Regions from separate parts of the Lactuca sativa genome. Here region 2 is linked to region 1. The links are chromatin contacts, called in public Hi-C maps. All regions are on one chromosome and are shown on one strand. The core of a region is the stretch at or near the end of the contact, and the rest is flanking DNA. Distances in the headings are between cores, read along the strand shown. Region 1 holds the start of LOC111889159. Region 2 holds the start of LOC111884840 (F-box protein At1g47056).

Region 1 (3,845 bases), core at 989-3,488:
CACCACCTCAGCTGCAACCGCATGGGCGATGCGCCGCTCCAAATCCGTTTCATCAATGGGGGAATCCACGTCTACCTCAGTCAGAAACTGGTGGGATCGGGGATGGGGATGGATCCTCTCGAGGAAACCCATATTCGCACAGGATCTGGAGTTTAATCAAGAGGAAACCTCCGTTCTCAGATCCCATGATAAAGGAAGCTGGAGACACGTCTTCTTCAAGGTTAAATCCGAGATCCGGAGACTCGTCAGATCTGATAATGTCGGCCTCCCTCAGACAGTTCGCTACAACTCCCATAGTTACGCTCACAATTTCGACGATGGCAGCAGTAAATTCCGAAGCTGATCAAGTTGGTCTCTGATCTGAGCTATACCCAAATTCAAAGATCATACAGTTACTCCGATTATGTTGTATCATATTAATATTTTTTTTTGTTTAGATCATTTACAAGGTAAGATAAGTAAATGAATGATGATGTCGGCGATGGTGGATCCAACTCCGGTGGAAGGGAATGAAATATGAATGATTATGTCAGTTCCGGTGGTGTACTGTTTTCCGATATGGCTGGATGTCGTTGGAATAGAAGACGCAAAGTAAAGTGGGCAAGGTCGTAATTTAATTTTGTAAAATTTGTTCATTGTAATTTTCAATTATTCTTAATTTGTTATATATCAAACTATTTATTGTGTTGTTTCCTTTTTTTTAGCTTAATTATTGAAATATATAATAATTGAGTTGCTAGACTTTTAGAAAAACTACAACTATTTGTTTATGCATATTAAAGTTTTTTTTTTTTTTTCTTTCTCCAAGTATTTTATAGATAAATGCTATTTCGCCGACTAAAAGAAAGTGTTAACATAAAAATAAGAGAAATAAAATATCCGTCTATTTTTTATTCCTACAAATTCTCCTACCCAATTAAATAGTGACATATATAACATTTAATACTGATTTAATGATATTTTAAAATATTAATATGACATATGTTATTATTTAAATTGATAGAAGGATTTATAGAAACAAAAGTAAAAGAATATTTAATTTCTCTAAAAATAATGTTGTATGGTATAGAATATATCAAGGTTTTAAAAAGCTCGTCATGGCTCCGCCATGGTGCGCCACGACTCCAAGGCTTGCAGCTGCCGCCAAGCTTTGCCAAAACGCCGCCTTAACTCATATATGTGTATAAAAATGAATAATAGTTGAAAATACATATAAAAATATTAATTATAAAAAAATTGCCGCCTTAAGTTACGCCTTACAAACGCCATGACTCGCCAAGGCTCAGAAAAGCTTGAGGTTTGACATTGCCGCCAAGTCACGCCTTATGTTATTTAGAACCTTGGAATATATAGTATTAAACTAATGCATTTGATCAGGCTGCCAAATGGATTAACAAGAAATTGCCTTTTAAGATAGAAGATTATTGTAGATAATAACTATTTTATTAAGATACTAATGCAATTACATACAATCATAAAAAGAAAGATTATTAATCGAATAAAATGATGAAACATTATGTATAACATCTTTCGGCTGGAATTCAATATATAGATTAAAAAATCACTCAAGAAACATTATCCTCGTGTATATGTGTGTGAAGTTTAGATAATGATTAGTTAGAATGTTCACTTTTAGGGGATCCACTTTCCATACTTTTGTGAACCAAGCTCCCCCTTATGTTGCATGTAATGTTCATCAACATCCAAATGGATACCAGGATCATTGGTAGAGTAACTACCACCAAGCTCCCCCTTATGTTGCATGTAATGTTCATCAACATCCAAATGGATACCAGGATCATTGGTAGAGTAACTACCACCAACCATGATAGAATTGTTGACACCTTGGAAGTTGCCATTAAGGTAGGTTGTCAATGGGGTAAAAGACTCATCATTATGTTGTGTTGTACCTAATTTATGATTCTCCATACTCATCAAGTCAAGCTCTCCTCTCATAGTAGCTCCCTCGTTGCTTCCAGCCATCGTTATGATCCCAAAACCACCATTGGCATCCTCCTCCTCTTTGTCATGATCATGGATGTTGCTTGCACCTTCTCTCTCATTGGGTTTCTTATGGAGATGAGCAAGGCGACGTGTGAGTGCATTCATCATGTCTCGAATCTCACGATCGAGTTGTTGCTTTTGTTGTTTTTCTCCTGACTCGGGAGCTCCCATGAATGATTTCTAATTAACTAGGTTGAGTGTTTAAGAAAATAAAAAACATAGATGATGTTATCTTGAATGTATGTTGCTATTTAAATAGAGGTTACACACAAACAAAACTCGAATTGGAGTTATGCAAAGGTGGGAAATTCTTTTCTTTAGTATGAATTCAAGCATAATGTTGTCTAAATTAACCTTTAGTTCCTTGAAAAAAAAGAAGGAAGGGATTGCTTGAGCTAAGGTTCAATGTCTTGTTCTACCCACATAGTAATTGCATTTCTTCTAGCATCTTTTATTGTGGCTATAAATTTTTCTAGCATACATGTCAACTTTAAATAATAAATAAGTTCGGGAATTGACAATGAATTTTGTTTATATAGAAGATTGTTCTCTAAAACGAAAACATACCTAAATATGCATATTGCAGTATTGGTGAGATTATCATGACAACACATGTATGTTTAGTATATTCCCCCTAAAGTTATGACGTTGTATACTTATTTTTATTATAATGATATGCTAACACTTTTCCACTCACAACTCACGAATAATAAAACGACAAATTACTTTTTTGTTTTTTTACTTTTTTTTTTTGTAATAACATGACGATAATTAAAATGTAACAACAATAACCAAAACCATACATATTATAAAAGAAACAAAAGGTATTCGTCTAAGTTTTATTGCATTAAATTATTGAAATAAGAAATGTGTGCATGTGTATATCGATGATTTAGTGTGGGGTGTCACCGACAAAACCATTGCTAACGCCAGCTGGCCGAGCTTTCTACATGCTGCTTTCTCTTCCACAAGAATACAATGTTTTTTCCCAAATATATTTAATTGGGATGGAGGGTATCGAGCGCGGCTTCCGGAAGTAAGTGGCGGTGTCGTCGGTATCAACGAGTCATCAATTATGTCGGTGATTAGGTATCGTTAGGGATCGAAATGGGATGAGATGGGGCGGTGTTGACAATCCATGTTCCCATCCCCGAGTGTCTAATCTCGTCCTTATTCCCATCATCATCCCCAATGGATGCGGGGAATTGAGTCCCCTTCCCTTTATATTTTGGGCTTTTCCCCGACCCATCCCCGACATGTCCCCGATTGAGGAATTTGGTATATAAACTATGTCTCTGATAGTCTAATACAAATTAATTATGGTAAATAGTATAAAAAACACTCCGTTTATACCAATATTTTAATTTGACACCGTGTTTTTTTTGTCTCAAATTTGATATTGTGTTTTTCAGTTTGTTACAATTGTAACCACTTGACCGGTCAACCATGTTACATGCTGACGTGACATGATAACGTGTCAGTTTTGATGACGTGGCATGATGACATGATATGTTGATGTGTCAAAATTGATTTTTTTTTTTCTACAAAAAATACTAAGTTTTCACGTTTTTTTTTTTCGATTTTAACACTATGTTTAATTTTTTCTTTCAATTTTGTCACTATATTTTTTTTATGCCAAATTGAACATCATTTATCAAATTTTGTTCAATTTTGAACATATTCCATTTGAAACCGTATAAATATATTTTTTTATTACATTTTAAACCGTATAAATACGTTTTTTTTTCAATTAAAAACCAAAGTTTTTTTATAAATACGAGGGTTTTTTTTTTTTTTTTTTTTTTTTTTTTTTTTTTTTTTTTAACATTCAAACCATAATT
Region 2 (3,845 bases), core at 760-3,259, 410 kb after region 1:
CATAAAAACAAAAAAGCAATAAATGCAGACTGATTTTCGAATGCATAAGACTAAATGCACAAAACAAGCACACAATTAAAAAGTCAAACAAGAATTATAATGCAAACCAGAAAATTTCCACTCATTGACTCCGAGAGCCACCATTGAAACTTGACCACTTCCTCAAGGTTTTCCCAGCAATAAACCCTAATCTAGCTTTGAATGATGTTGATCTAGTAGTGGTATTGCTAGAACTGGCGCCACCACTTTCGCTGGTGGCAGGAGGGTTCTCCACCGCTCCATCACTGGCGGCATCCTGGCTTTCAACTTCGGTGGTGTCCAAATTGACAGCCAGTGACTCCCGACTAGCCCTCAACCACCCAGCACCATCACCGGTGACTCCACGGCACTTCTTTACCTTAACTTTTACCAAATTAGGGCAACCACCTGCAAGTGCTTCCATTCCATGATCAGAAACAGGGCAACTCTTGATGCAGAGCTTCTTCAAAGCTGTGCATTTCTCAGCTATGCAGGAAATCTCAGCATCCCCAATTGTTTCACTTCCACATAATGCTAATCGCTCTAACTTCTGGCAATTTGTAGCTAGGAGTTCTAGGCTTACACGAGTAGAATTAACACCGATAAGCACTAGCTCCTGAAGGTTAGGGCAGTGTTTGGAGACGCCGATCAACCCTTCATCGTTTATTCTGTTGGTTTTCCAGCCATCGATGTGAAGCTTCCTCAAAAGCTTACAGTTCTCAGCAACAGAAATTAACCCTAAATTTGAACAATCTGGTGTTTTCAAGATGTGCAATATTTGCAAGTTTTGACAACGGGAAAGGGCTGTGAGCCCAGCATCACTCACCTGTAGCCTTTCCAGATGGACTTCGATCAATCCCTCGACGTGATCAGTAACAAGCTCCAGTAGTTTATCCCAATCTCCGGAACACCTAAATAGCTTTAGTGTTGTGAGATTTTTCGCCCCCATTATCAGTGGTCCAAAACACTGTGCATTGTAGAGATCCTTCAAGCAGATGAGTTTAAGAGATGATGCGGATAAACCAGGTCCAATTGGTTCCGCTGCCGCTGCTGCTGCCGCTCCCGCTCCGTCACTGATGCCACGTAATCGCTTCACCGATAATTCTTCTAGAGCCGAGCAGTTATCGAGGATAGCGTTCATTCCTTTAGCACCGAAAGTGCAAGATCCACACGAAAGCCTCTTCAAACCTTTGCAGTTCTTCGCAAAACTGATCATCCCTAAGTCCGTTACTTGTCGACATGATCGGAGTTTGAGGCGCGTAAGGTTTTGGCAACGTTGAGAGATTAAAATTAGCCCTTCGTCGCCGATGCTCACGGATCTACGGTCACATTTGAGGGAGAGTTTCGTGACGGAGTCAAATCGAGAGAAGAGAGACGGAACGACGGAAATTAGTTCCGATTCAGCGTTGAGAGAGAGACGGTGACGACTCTGTCCCTCGATTTCAAGCCACCGCCGGCAAACGAGTGAACATTGCTTCCGATCGCCGGATCCGAGTAACTGGAAAATGCAAGCCAGACACGCGTCTGGAAGAATTGATATATCTCCGGAATCACATTCCTCCTCCTGAACCTTTTCCTCCGTTAAAAACGAACGAAGTTCCTTGGGATCTTTAGGCGCTATCGCCATCGATCTGCAACTGTGATCGACGACGTTATCTCTTCGGCGATTAGCAATTCCGGTTGTAATTGAGTGTGACTGGCCCATCCACGGCGGAGACGGCGTCTATGTCACGGCAATTGTCTCCGTCGGCGGCAGCAAATCACTGCTCACACTATTATTGTACATTTGAATTGGATGATGCTTTTTATCAAAAAGCGATGGAAAATGGACTTGAAAATGTGATTTAAACACGGATTTTAAAACCTTATTTTACTACTTCGGTTTACGTGGCAGATAACTATGACGACGTTTACTGTTGAGTGGTTAGGATGTATGATCGAGGAGGGAGCAAGATAAAACCTGTGAAGGCGACCGCATTGGAACATAGCTCAGCGTTTATGGGACCTTTGACTGCTCATATGGTCTTCAGGAGAGTGTCATGGTGTGACGGAACATAGTGGCATGGTGGAATGATTATGATTTTGAAAAAACATTAAAAAAAAAAAAAGAATGTGCATAAATTTGGCTTATTCTATAAGTTTTTTTAATGTCTTTTCAAAATCATACCAAGTTTGTTTATAAAAAAACTTATCATTATATAAAAATATTTTTAATACTTATAAAAATAAATAAATAATTAAATACTTTACCTTTATATCTTAATTTTTTATTTTCCGATATTGAATAACAATTTTTATATAAAATAGCTTTTAACATTAAATAAAATAAATATATAATAATAAATATGTTTCTTTCATTTTTCATCTTTGTCTTCTTCAAATCTTCTTTAAATCAATCATCCAATGTATCGTCAAAGAACGTCTATGTATATAGATGTTTTACCTCTAATAATGTATGCATTCTTTAACAACATTGTAATACACATAATTTTTTTTTACATATCATGTAACAAAATATAAAAACTTACTGGGGACATAATAGTAAATTTTTCCATATTCCTGTGCATGAACCTTCTTACCAATATTACACACAAAAATTATTGGTAATATCTGAATTTTTAAAAGATCTAAATTTTTAAAAGGGTCTGAAATTTTAAAAGCTGAATGTTTAACATGTTGTTTGGTTGTGACATCTGAATTGCTATGCTAAATTATTAAAATGACCATTTTACCCTTCTATTTTATCTTTTATTGAATTCAAGTGTTTGTTTATCACCATTTTTCGGGGTGACCATCCCGGGACATAGCACCGCCAAATTGTTAAACCTAGCAGTGTAGGCTGCTACATCAAAGTCCGTCGTCGTGAGGTTCCAGAGTTCCTGCTCCAGCTTCTGAACTTCCCCCCTCGAGCAGTATTCTTCTAGCATCATGATTTTTAAATCCTCTGAACTCATAGAGTTGGCCACAGGGAGAGTTAGTGATTTGACGTGGCCATTCCACCAGGAGAAGGCCCCGTCAGCGAATATGCAAGCCGCGAATTTGACCTTACTTCCTTCCGAGCACGAACAAATTTTGAACACCGATTCCGTCTTCTCGAATCATCTGGTCAAGGCAATGACACCTCTGTTGCCATAAAAAGGCTTGGGCTTGCAATTCGAGAAGTCCTTGTAGGAGCATCCTCTTCGGTGTCCATAACTTTCGCCATGATTAGAACTGGTAGTACCGTTTCCATTCCCGTTTGTACCATTAGTACTGAGTTGTGCTATGGCGGTTTCCACGGCAGCTTGGAATGCAGTGGAGTCCATCTGTAGAGTTGGTGGAGTTGTTGGTGTGTTGCCGACACGTCTGATACTCCTATGCAGTGGCATTCTTCTGCCATAAAGTTTAAAGATGGAACGATGGTAAGTCCTCGATAATGGTTATAGGTCGGGCATTATCGAAATGGAATGTCTCAGTTATGTGGAAGAGCTCCTTCATGGCGGAACCTGAGAGGTCACACAAGTGAAAAGGATGACAGCCGTCGTCCGGGAGGAGATCCCGAAAAGACGCTCCGACAGTCAAGTTAGTCTAGAGAGTATGAGAGAATGTGGTAATACGTGACTGGAGTTGGGTTCACTTACGTTGGCTGAACCGAGTGTTAGTCCTTTTATAGTGAGGATCCTCCTCGGTCCGGGGACAGGGACTGTGGTCCCGACAGGATATGTCGTCCTCATTGGAGGCTCTACTCCACATTCGTATCCCGGCCTCCAATTGGTTCAGGCGATTGTGCTATGTCAGTATGTTTGGACGCTTTGTTGCCTGAATTCGTTGTCTTTGCAATGTAGCTA

Evidence for each region. Hi-C and Micro-C count contacts between places; a contact is called where the count stands out from the background.
Region 2: a contact with region 1 is called in a Hi-C map of leaf, with 9 times the contacts expected there. The contact joins the promoter of LOC111884840 here to the promoter of LOC111889159 in region 1. A contact is called at or near these places in 2 of 4 Hi-C or Micro-C datasets (both in leaf).

What each region holds. Positions count from the first base shown.
Region 1 is chr4:254,090,435-254,094,279 of Lsat_Salinas_v11, forward strand. LOC111889159 reads right to left here and starts at 2,239. Exons shown (of 1, transcript XM_023885301.3): 1 at 1,422-2,239. The coding sequence starts at 2,175. The coding sequence ends at 1,633. It overlaps LOC111889165, which reads left to right. Exons shown (of 1, transcript XM_023885307.3): 1 at 1-694. The coding sequence ends at 343.
Region 2 is chr4:254,504,582-254,508,426 of Lsat_Salinas_v11, forward strand. It overlaps LOC111884840 (F-box protein At1g47056), which reads right to left and starts at 2,010. Exons shown (of 1, transcript XM_023881140.3): 1 at 1-2,010. The coding sequence starts at 1,723. The coding sequence ends at 122.